Regions from separate parts of the Danio rerio genome. Here regions 1 and 2 are each linked to region 3. The links are chromatin contacts, called in public Hi-C and HiChIP or PLAC-seq maps. All regions are on one chromosome and are shown on one strand. The core of a region is the stretch at or near the end of the contact, and the rest is flanking DNA. Distances in the headings are between cores, read along the strand shown.

Evidence for each region. Hi-C and Micro-C count contacts between places; a contact is called where the count stands out from the background. HiChIP or PLAC-seq counts read pairs in DNA pulled down with a chosen protein or histone mark.
Region 1: a Hi-C map of hematopoietic stem cells shows a contact between it and region 3, with 4 times the contacts expected there. The contact joins the promoter of akap13 here to the promoter of enc2 in region 3. A contact is called at or near these places in 4 of 18 Hi-C or Micro-C datasets (caudal fin, fibroblasts, hematopoietic stem cells and 1 more) and 2 of 4 datasets of contacts at active chromatin or transcription factors (caudal fin and embryo).
Region 2: an H3K4me3 HiChIP or PLAC-seq map of embryo shows a contact between it and region 3, with 2.9 times the contacts expected there. The contact joins the promoter of sv2bb here to the promoter of enc2 in region 3.

Annotation. Positions count from the first base shown.
Region 1 is chr25:11,929,735-11,933,860 of GRCz12tu, forward strand. It overlaps akap13 (A-kinase anchoring protein 13), which reads left to right and starts at 2,751. Exons shown (of 36, transcript XM_073942868.1): 1 at 2,751-3,132.
Region 2 is chr25:11,908,974-11,912,816 of GRCz12tu, forward strand. sv2bb (synaptic vesicle glycoprotein 2Bb) reads right to left here and starts at 1,939. Exons shown (of 13, transcript XM_005161518.6): 1 at 1,792-1,939.
Region 3 is chr25:12,205,090-12,209,261 of GRCz12tu, forward strand. enc2 (ectodermal-neural cortex 2) reads right to left here and starts at 1,270. Exons shown (of 5, transcript XM_073942911.1): 1 at 1,147-1,270; 2 at 897-1,048. All of the region lies in intron 2 of agbl1 (AGBL carboxypeptidase 1), which reads left to right.

The DNA.
Region 1 (4,126 bases), core at 1,501-4,000, 270 kb before region 3:
GTTTAAAAAAATGCTAATAAAAATAAATACAGCAGACGCTTCAGAAACATGTCATATTGTGAGTCTGGTCTGTTGCAGGTTTCTGGGATCAGTGTGTTCTGGAGCAGCCCAGCATGATAGGAACCGGAGCCAGCGTTATACTTGTGCTCTCTTATTTATTTAACCCAAGACAAACCTCAGAGAGAAAGAGAGAGCGATAGATAGAGATAAAGAGAAAGAAAGAAGGATTCTCGATTCACTGGAAACCCAAAGAAAGCGCCACATCCCTTGATAGACAACAGACACGTGGTAGCAGTGAAATCAGAGAAGACTCTTGGGTCTTTCTCTGTCTTTCATCTTGGCCGCAGCACTGTGAGGAAAGAGAGAAAATAAGTGTGAAGACAGAGAAGGCAAGTAATGAGACTATAACCGAAGACTTAGACGTTTGGCATATTTAGTAAACCTTTATCTGAATTCATGCATTCTTAATGAATCCTTCAGAATGACAGACAGAATTAAAGGATGGATAGAAAAAACGAATGATAAAAGAAACAATGAAATGAGTGATAGATTTAGTACAAAAGAGATGCCAGGAGTTATATAGAGAGTAGAGAGTAATCTTATCATAATAGAATGACAGAAATCAAACACAATTGAATGATAGAACAAATGTATGATAAATAGGTTGACCGAAAACATTAATGATAGATAGACAGAGACAGATAGATAAATAGATAGATATATTAACAGACAGACAGACAGACAGACAGACAGACAGACAGACAGATTGATTAACAAACAGGAAGGCAGGCGGATGGATGGATGGATGGATGGATGGATGGATGGATGGATAGATAGATAAATTATTATGATAATTGTAGTCAGTAACAAAATCTTTTGATTACTTTTAGATTACTATTGAAATAGATTACTTAAAAAAACTACCCCTAAATTGACAAGTATGGAATAGATAATATATAATTAAATTGATCTACACGTGGCTGTTCTATATTGTAAATATTTAAAGCTAACCAATTTTACAAGCAGTAGAATTTGTTTTAGAAAGAAAAAGAGAAAAAGCTGAAATGGGAAAATATCGATAAATTATGAATAATTTACAAATGTGTTTGATCATGTAATCCATAAACATATGGAGCCAGATCAGTCACAAAGATAATACATTTACAAAATACAATTCACAGATCCACGACACAATTCACAAAATTTAATTTGTAAGTTTGAAACACTATTCATAAATACACAAACTCAATTCGTAAATTTAAAACACGATTTGAAAATACTCAAATACAATTCGTAAATTCAAAACACGATTTATAAATACACAAACTCAATTCGTAAATTCAAAACATGATTTGAAAATACACAAATCCAATTTGTAAGTTTGAAACACGATTTATAAATACAGAAAAGGGTAGCACGTTCGCCTCACAGCAAGAAGGTCGCTGGTTGCGGCTGGAAGGGCATCCGCTGCGTAAAAACTTGCTGGATAAGTTGGCGGTTCATTCCTCTGTGGCGACCCCAGATTAATAAAGGGACTAAGCCGACAAGAAAATGAATGAATGAATGAATAATTCAAAACATGATTCGAAAAACACAAATCCAATTCGTAAGTTTGAAACACGATTCATAACTACACAAATCCAATTCGGAAATTTAAAACACGATTCAAAAATTTTAAAAATGCATTTCGTAAGTTTGAAACAACAAACTAAATAAGATAAAATTAATTAAAATTAATGTTTTATTAATATTATTTCTCAGTGTTTTCACGTAATAAAGACTTAAGCTGAACATATTCATTTGTTTATTTTCTTGTCGGCTTAGTCCTTTTATTAATCCGGGGTCGCCACAGCGGAATGAACCACCAACTTATCCAGCAAGTTTTTACGCAGCGGATGCCTTTCCAGCTGCAACCCATCTCTGGGAAACATCCACACTCACATTCACACCCACACTCATACACTACGGTCAATTTAGCCTACACAATTCACCTGTACCACATGTCTTTGGACTGTGGGGGAAACTGGAGCACCCGGAGGAAACCCACGCGAACAAGAAACGCCAACTGAGCCAAGGTTCGAACCAGCGACCCAGCAACCTTCTTGCTGTGAGGCGACAGCACTACCTACTGCGCCACATTCTCTCCGATTCATAAATACACAAATCCAATTCGGAAATTCAAAATACGATTCAAAAATACATAAATATAGTTCATTTGGCGAAAATGTTTATGATTTTTAATTCTGAATTCTTGAATTGTGTTTACAAATTTGATTTTGTCAATGTGATTTGTGCTGTGCATGTATGAATTTCATTTTGAAAAGTTATTATTTTTTAGACTGATCTGGCTCCAAATTTAATCCAGTCCGAGGATCCCTTGTAATAATTCAACCGGCCACCAGAGGTCAGCCAATATCATTGTATATATTTCCAGTGGGCATTGAGTTTCAAATACGAAACACTTGACAACTAAAAAGAACACACTGGCATTCAGCAATCGCTTCATAAACAGACAGTCATCACTTATAAATATCCATGAATTAAACAAATGAAACATTTAAACGCCACTCAAACACTATCAAGGCCAAACCCTAAAATTAACCCCAAAACATCACATTAATAACTCCAAATACCTACAACAAAACGGAAAATAAGTTTGAACAAACATTCTATTGAAGCCGGTTGAATGAACACACTGTCAGGCATGCGACAGTCAGAGTCGGTAAAGAGACACTGCTCCCAAAACTGCTGGTCCCGCCCCTATCAGACATGCGGGCTTGAAGAATAGAAGTTGCTACAGTGGAACTAACAAAGTGATTTGTGTCTCTACATTTCTGAGACCTTTTAAACTCGTCAAATCCCGCAGCGCCGAATAAAAGCTGCAACACTGTAATGCTCGAGTTGTTTAGTTACATTTTAAAGCGTTACTTCCAGTCAGACGCAACGTTGTAACTCAGTAGTTTGCCTCGAGACGTCCACATTGAACAACTTGTTGGATTGAAGCACAGTTTGGCGTGTTTGGGGTAACCAACCAGAGTCCCAAAAGAAACAATGTCGGATGGGGATTTGTGAGCTTTTAAAAGGAATGAGAGTGAACCAAAGAAGCACGCTTTGAGCAGTGCAGCGTTCGAGGTAAGATATATTTGAGTTTCCAAACAAAGTCATTGTTATACGATGTTACCAGGGGTCGAGGGTTTGTGTTTAGGGGGCAGAATTTTGTTTTAGTCACATTAACCTGCAACGACAAGTGAAGTCCTGCTGGTAGAGCCATCTTAAATTAACTGTACCTTTGTCGTTGTATCTGGTTTCTGGCTGGCCTGTAACTGTATCTCATGTCATTTGTTTTATTACTAATGTATTTATTGAGTTGATGTTAGTTATGAAACAAGTAACGTTAGAGTACTTTCTAAATAACTCGATTTTTAGGTACGTTTTTTCCGTATGACATTTATAACTAATCGCAAACAGTCGTCGTAATAGTCGCACTATATTGGAAATGTCATTTTAATTAAATACGTATGTATTGGTCAGATGGTAGTTTTAGACAAGCTATAAAACTATCATGTTCCAAAACGCCTATCAGCTTTCCAGCAGGCACTTAGGGACGTTTAGGTTTAATGGCTTTAAATATCCTTTAATTACACACACACACACACACACACACACACACACACACACACACACACACACACACACACACACGTACAGTTTTTGGCATATATAAGTACACCCCTCACAAATCTCTCTTTTAAATGTATATTTTTTTTGTAGGAAGCTCTACAATATTATATTGGCGCATATATTATATATATATATATATATATATATATATATATATATATATATATATATATATGTATATGTATATATATATATATATATATACATTAGATTATAGAGGTAAAGTTGGTTTTATATTCGCACATTCGTTCATTTAGAAGTTTCTGTGTTGTTTACATTGAATATTTGGTTGGAATTAGCATGCAAGTATGACTTCTAAACAGCATTAACACTATCTAATTCACTGTAAACAATGTTATACTTTGACAGTCTCTGGCTGCTAATATGAATTCCCTATTTAGAATTTGCGAAGAATACTTTTCTGAAATTATATTATAAAGGAGAA
Region 2 (3,843 bases), core at 689-3,188, 300 kb before region 3:
GCCAGATCAGTCTCAAAAATTTACAAAATGAAATTCATACATGCGCAGCACAATTCACATTCACAAAATTGAAAAAAATTAAACACAAAATTAAAAAATTATAAAGTAAAAATCTGAAATATTTTCGCCAAATGAACTGAATTTGTGTATTTATGAATCATGTTTTAAATTTACCAATTGGATTTGTGTATTTACGAATCCTCTTTTGAATTTTTTAATTGGATTTGTGTATTTTTTTAATTGTGTTTTGAATTTACAAATCGTATTTGTGCATTTTCAAATCATGTTTCGAATTTACGAATTGAATTGTGTATTTTCGTATCATGTTTTGAATTTACGATTTGGATTCATGTATTTTCGTATTATGTTTTGAATTTACGCATTGTACTTGTGTATTTTCATATCATATTTTAAATTTACAAATTAGATTTGTGTATTTTCAAATTGTGTTTTGAATTTACGAATTAGATATGTGTATTTTTAAATAATGTTTGAAATTTATGCATTGGATATGCATATTTTCATATCATATTTTAAATTTACAAATTGGATATGTTTATTTTTTTATATCGTGTTTTGAATTTAAGAATTGAAGTTGTGTATTTTCGTATCGAGTTTTGAATTTACAAATTGGACTTGTGTACTTTCATATCGTGTTTTAAATTTACGCAGAGAATATGTGTATTTTGTATCATATTTTGAATTCATAGAGTTTGCTCTGCTAACTCAAAGCATTTTCCAAGATCTCTTTTTTTTTCCTCGCCACGAGGTGCCTCTAATAAGTCATATTTCTATAACATGTTTTCTGCCTTTGATCACCAGGAATCCTCGGAGGAGCCATTTGAAAGCAACAGAAGACAGCTAATGATCCACATATGTCTACGATGGTGAGATGGAAACGTTTGTTTGGTTTACTTAGTCCTCCCGTATGAATAAGTTCACCTGCAGTTACACATGTAGCACAGTACTATTAATACAAACGTTTCTTAATAATGATGATATTAATGAACATTTTTTTGAGTCTGAGATAGCGCTTCTGGTGCCTGCAAGACATTTAGAGGATATAAATAATGCATATGTTTTTATCCATTGCAAGAAGATCCCCCCCACCCTTCGGTGCACAGTTTATAAATACACTAGCAACTACAACTAGCATTCGCCCACATATCTCTGAACACGCATAGTGGAGTGCATTTAATATGACACATTATAGTTTAATCAGTTCACACGCTTGCATCATTGCACAATCTCATTCTCATAAACTTAATGGCGCTTTTCATGTCAAAAAGACGAGGCCAAGAGATTTTTCTTCCTTTCTACCAAAGAAATCACGAAAAAAAAAAAACAAGTTTCGTTATCAAACTTCTCTCCTCGATTGATGATCGTTCTGCTTTTACGATCGTGCACTTTATCATATTAGATTATTGCATCACTTAGTCTCTGCGGGAGAAATATTTTCGGTGAGTATTGATTATGTAACTGCTTCCAAAAACTACTAGGCAGCAACCTAGACGCTCATTGATTCATTCTATAAGCAGAGTCATCATCTAAATGCCTTTAAACCATCTATTTGAAAGAAAAAACTCCTTTGGTTGAGTTTTCTGTGCAGCGACGCTTGGCTTTTCATGCCTCTGTGAGCTTCAAACAGGCTTCTTTCCTTTAATATTTCATAAACTTTTACTCCCTGCAGTGCATTGCAGTCTCTAGCATAGACTTTCATAAGAAACAAAGCAGAAGAAATCCCTTAGATCTAGCACACAAGGCATGTAAACAAACAATCAACTTTCTTACCGTCGAAATTATGCTGACTTGGCATCAAATTAGTCCCTCTGTTTAAGAAAAAAGTAAAGTCTCCCAAAAAGACGGAGTATCCGGCCTGAGTTTAAACATGGAGAAGAGAGAGAGGGATCATCCAGACAGCCACAGAGATGCTGAACAGGAAGATTAGGATGCGAGCGCTCGCACTCACACTCTCCATCCCTCCTCCCGAGCCGTTCATTATAGGAGGAGCTTGCAGAACACGCCCAAACAACTCACAATGGTAGAGTCCAAGCCTACCTCTGCTCCACACTCACTCCCACATGAACCAGAGCTGGCGGGAGGAGCACGTACTCTGCGTGTGTGTGTGTGTGTGTAAGAGAGAGAGAGAGAGAGAGAAAGAGAGAGATACTGTAGAGAAAAAAGGAATGCACATCAGGGAGGAGGACTTGGGCTTGGCAGATGGATAGTTGCTGATGGGGGAGGGAGTCTCTGCTTTATAAATGACGGATGAGTTTGGTTAAATGGACACTGGGGTGAAAATGCAAAACAATAGCTCACCTGGGCACATCCATCCTTCTATCTATCTATCTATCTATCTATCTATCTATCTATCTATCTATCTATCTATCTATCTATCTATCTATCTATCTATCTATCTATCTATCTATCTATCTATCTATCTATCTATCTATCATCTATCTATCTATCTATCTATCTATCTATCTATCTATCTATCTATCTATCTATCTATCTATCTATCTATCTATCTATCATCTATCTATCTATCTATCTATGTCTGTCTGTCTGTCTGTCTGTCTGTCTGTCAATCATCAAGCTATCTATCTATCATCAACTATCTGTCTGTTTTATCATGCTATCTGTTTTCTACCTGTCATCCATCAATCTATCATTTATATATCTATTTAAATGTCTATTTATTTGTCTTGCCATTCATTCATTCATTCATTCATTCATTCATTCATTCATTCATTCATTCATTCATTCTGTGTTTTATTTATGTTTATCATTCCATATGTATTCTGTATCCATCTGTCTATCATTTATATATCTATTTAAATGTTTGTTTATATATATATAGCCTTTCATTCATTCATTCATTCATTCAATTATTCATTCATCTTATGATTTATTTATGTTAGTCTATCCATTTTTCTATAATTTACACATTTATTTAAATGTCTACTAATGTCAAGCCTTTCATTCATTCATTCATTCATTCATTCATTCGTTTGTTCGTTCATTCATTCATTCATTCATTCATTCATTCATTCATTCATTCATTCATTCATTTATTCATTCTTTCCTTGATTGATTCTGTGTTTTATTTATGTTCATTCATCCATCTGTATTCTGTATCCATCTGTCTATCATTTATATATATTTAAATGTCTATATATGTCTAGCCTTTCATTCATTTAATCCTTCATTCATTCATTCATTTATTCATTCATTCATTCATTCATTCATTCATTCATTCATTCGCTCATCTTGTGTACTATTAATGTTCATTCATCCAACAGTATTCTCTATCCATCTATCCAATTGTATCTCTGCAGTAGTTATCATATTTCCATCATCTATCTATTCATAAATACATCCATGCATCAATATTTGTATTTATATCTGTCATCTGCTGTTTTCGTCAACCTATCATTTGTTCATCAACTCATCTCTAAATTGCTCATTCATCTTTCCACTCATCCATTCATCCATCTTTATTCATTCATTAATATTCCAGTTGATTATTTATCATCTATCTAAACATCTACACAATAATTCATTTATCTATCCGTCCATCTGTACTATTTGAATCTATCTATCTATCTATCTATCTATCTATCTATCTATCTATCTATCTATCTATCTATCTATCTATCTATCTATCTATCTATCTATCTATCTATCTATCTATCTATCTATCTATCTATCTATCTATCTATCTATCATCCATCCATCCATCCATCCATCCATCCATCAATCATATTCATCTCATGAAGGGAAGAAGCATCACGATTCTTCTATTGTTTACTGACTGCAGTGCTCTCACCTGGCAAGGAGCAT
Region 3 (4,172 bases), core at 20-2,519:
TGTATTTGTAATTTAACAACCCACTTTTAGGACATGAAGCCTTTAAAATGACCTAATGAATCTGGTGTTGGATTAAAGATGCATCTGAAAACTAGAACTGAAAACTGAGGCGAATAATTTAAGTATAAAGGTAATGTTAGGACCATTCACACTTTGCAAGAGTAAGCAGCCAATTTGAAGTTAGACAGGCACTTGTTTACTTGAACTATGACCAATGTAAAAATAACTGGACTGAACTTCAAATTCCGTCGTTGTATAAGAAATCTGAGGCCATGGATGATTCAATAAGACTAATTTTCCTGTCTTTTGTATCACAAAAAAAAGAAATAAATAAAATAAAATTTATATATATATATATATATATATATATATATATATATATATATATATATATATATATATATATATATATATATATATATATTCCCAATTAGTAAAAAACTACAGTGGGAGCAGGTGCTCTGAGGCGCGGGCTTGAAAAAACTAAACAAACAAAACACAATTTCCTTCAGTCATTTCCAATAGTTCCCCTCTCGCCTCCTTTAGACTTTATAAACTGAAGAAATATATTAGTGATACAAATACATAACGCGACAAATAAGACAATTTCTGCGACTTTTTTGCGCTGCAAGACTTTAGAAATGCGCGAACTCGAGCTACAGTTAGCCATCTCGCTAGTGCGCTAAACAATGGAAAAGACACCTGAAAAGCTAAATAACTCATACTGAGGTAAAATCTAATCAAGCCAAAATGTAAACCCAGTAATATCAGAAATGACAGATTTGTCTAAGCTTAGTCTTACGGCGACCGCTGTGAATAAGAGGAGCTAATGCTGTTAGCGGAGAGTCGCAACTCAGTGTATTGACATGCAGAAGAAAGCCTGACAAACTCCTGACGATTAGAGAGACGTAAAGACGCTGCTCTCCCTGTAAGCGATCATTATCTTCCGATTTACACCCGTTTCTCCTTCTGGAAGAAGCGAGATGTGGTCACCAATCCCTATCCAGCTCACACCTAATCCTGACTGAGTGTATTGGCTTTTCCAGCTCTGCCAAAAACAGGAAGAACAGTGCAGATGTTGATTATTAGAGGGTTATTCATCTCAAGCTTTTTGTTCTAATATAACAAAAAACTTGGTATACTTACAGTGTGCTGGACGCTAGTAAGAAATCCTGACGTTGTGCGGTTTTAAATTTTGAAAAGGAATCATAGTTTTGTTCGCCTCTTGTCTGGTCGGCTGGGTTACTTTGTCCACATTCCAGTCCTCACTGATGAAAAACTGTAGAGTCTCCTAAGGTAATATCCAAACGCAGGGAATGGGTTGTAGCGAGTGATTGACGCGCCGTCGACCAATCACGAGCTGAGAACTTATGCAAATATAAATTGTAGCCAATGGGAGCGCTCCAACCTAAAGTTCTGCGCTGTTTTCTATACGAAGCAGCCAATGGATGAAAAGTGGGCGGAGCGTCACGATGGGCGATGACAGGCCATCACAACAATTAGAAGAGAAGTATGTTTACATATGCTTCTTCAAATTGCAACAATGACAAAACATTCATCGGGCATGGTGGCATTTCTACGTATAAATGATTATATAGGACTATTTTAACAGGAAATCAAAACAAGACTTACTTAAATTTCCTTTATAGAATTGTTAGTTTTTTTCCCGTTTTGCCACATCATCAGCATCCTCCAGCATGTAGTTCTATTAGTTTATATATATATGTTTGTTTATAAGTAGACTACAAGCCTTGTAAAGAGATTTCTATACACAATGCATATAGCTCCATCTAGTGGATGTAGTGTATTGTAGTGTATTCATAGCTGTGATAAACCATATCATAAATTCAACATTGTTTACCTCGAGTATAATAAGTGATTTATATATTAACAACACTGCATTTGGTATTAATCAGTATAAATGTCATTATAAATTCATATTTTATCACTTATAAAATGATCCTTAAGGGTAAAGTTATATTAATATTAAAAATATTTCCAATACCTGTTAATGGCTGGTCAGCCATGACAATTTACTCATTTATTTTCTTTTCAGCTTAGTCCTTTTGTTATTCAGGGGTCGCCACAGTGGAATGAACAGCCAACTTGTCTAACATATGTTTCACGCAGTGGATGCCCTTCCAGCGAGAGGGTGCTCGCTGCAGAGCCATTTGAGGAGAGCTGAGCTCCAGCGAGGGGGAGCATGAGCTGTCGCTCCTCCTTCTGTAAGCTGTTTTAATGCGTACACCAACCCCACCCCTAACCCTACCCCCAGTGACATCACTCATAGAAGAAGTGCAAAAAAGGTGGAGCTCAAGCTTAAGCTCCCCCTCGCTGGAGCTCAGCTCTCCTCAAATGGCTCTGCAGCGAGCACCACTTGCTTCCAGCTGCAACCCATCACTGGGAAACACCCATACACTCTCATTCACACGGACACTGTTTAGTTTACTCAATTCACCTATAGTGCATGTCTTTTGGACTTGTGGGGGAAACCAGAGAAACTCCAAAGGAAATTAATGCGAACACTAGTAGAACATGCAAACTCCACACAGAAATGCCAACTGACCCAGCCAAGGCTCGAACTAGCGACCTTCTTGCTGTGAGGTGACCGCGGTACCCACTGGGCCACCATGCTGATCAAAAAAATCTACTGAACTATTAAATGGATCATTAATTAATTCATTAATTTATTCATTCATTCATTCAAGGTAAATAAAATAAATGTGGATTTGTAAATATCGAACTGTGTCAGGTGTCGCCACAGCAGAATGAACGGCCAACTTATCCAGATTATGTTTTACACAGCGGATGCCCTTCCACCTGCAACCCAGTACTAGGAAAGATCCATACACACTCATTCATACACTACGGCCAATTTAGTTTTTCCAATTCATCTATATCACACGTAGGGAAACCAGAGCACCTGGAGGAAACCAGGAAAACATGCAAAGTCCACACAAAAACACCAATTGAACTGACAAAATTAAATGTTGCAACTGACCCCTTGCAGAGGGACGGTTGCAACAACCCACAGAAACAATTGCAACAGTCATTAAAATGTAATCATAAAACGAAATCTAAAACACCAGGTTGGATGTTCTTTTTATTGTTTTGGTAAACAGACTAAATTTAAATTGGTTAAATTGTTAGATGTGTTAAACTGGCAATATAAATACAGGGTCACACTTTACAATGTTCATTAGTTAATGTTAATTAATGCATTTACTAAGATGAACAAACAATGAACAATACATTTACTACTGTTTTGTTCATGTTAGTTAACGTTAGTTAATGAAAATACAGTTGTTCATTATTAGTTCATGTTAACTCAGTGCATTAACTAATGTTAACAAGCATGGACTTGAATGTTAACAATGCATTTGTAAGTGTTCAATTATGATTAATAAATGCAGTACATGTGTTGTTTATGATTAGTTCATGTTAGTAAATGCATTAACTAATGAACCTTATTGTAAAGTGTTACCAAATACAGACTATTAAATGAACAAGCAACCAATTATCAGGCCAAAAAAAAAATGAAACAAAAAAAATGTTGTACTGAAAATTCAGACTGAACCTTTACTAAACTACTTTGAACTTTGAAATCTAATAATTAATCAAATAATTTTTTTTTTCAAATTAAATCACACTGAAACTGTGATGCAATTAAAATTGTACATTGTTAATATTGCAAGCTTTTAAAGTAATTGGGGACTCAACTCTGTCAACCCTGATTAAACTGTCTATGCTAGGGAGATTCAATAGCTTTAAGGTTTGATAGCTACAGTATACCTATTTAAAGCTAAGAAAACATTGATTTAAATTCTATAAATGAATAATGTTTCAGAAAAACAGATTAGACAGTATGAGAAATTTTCATTAAAATAAAATACTTTTTGACCTAAAAATGAGTTTTATACTTAGAGAATGGTCACATGGCTGATTTCTCTCAAACTGAAGGAGGTCCAACTGAGAATATGTATGAATATCATCACTCTAGCTCATTCCTGAATGGAGGAGTAAGTCTTGTTGCAACTGACCCATGTTGCAAGCGTCCCCACTCTCCCATACTCACCATTGTTTTGTATGCATTTACTGCTTCGTGAGTGTTTCATTTATTTACGGAAACCCCATTTCGATTAAAAGCATTTTTTTTATTCTCTCAAAATGTG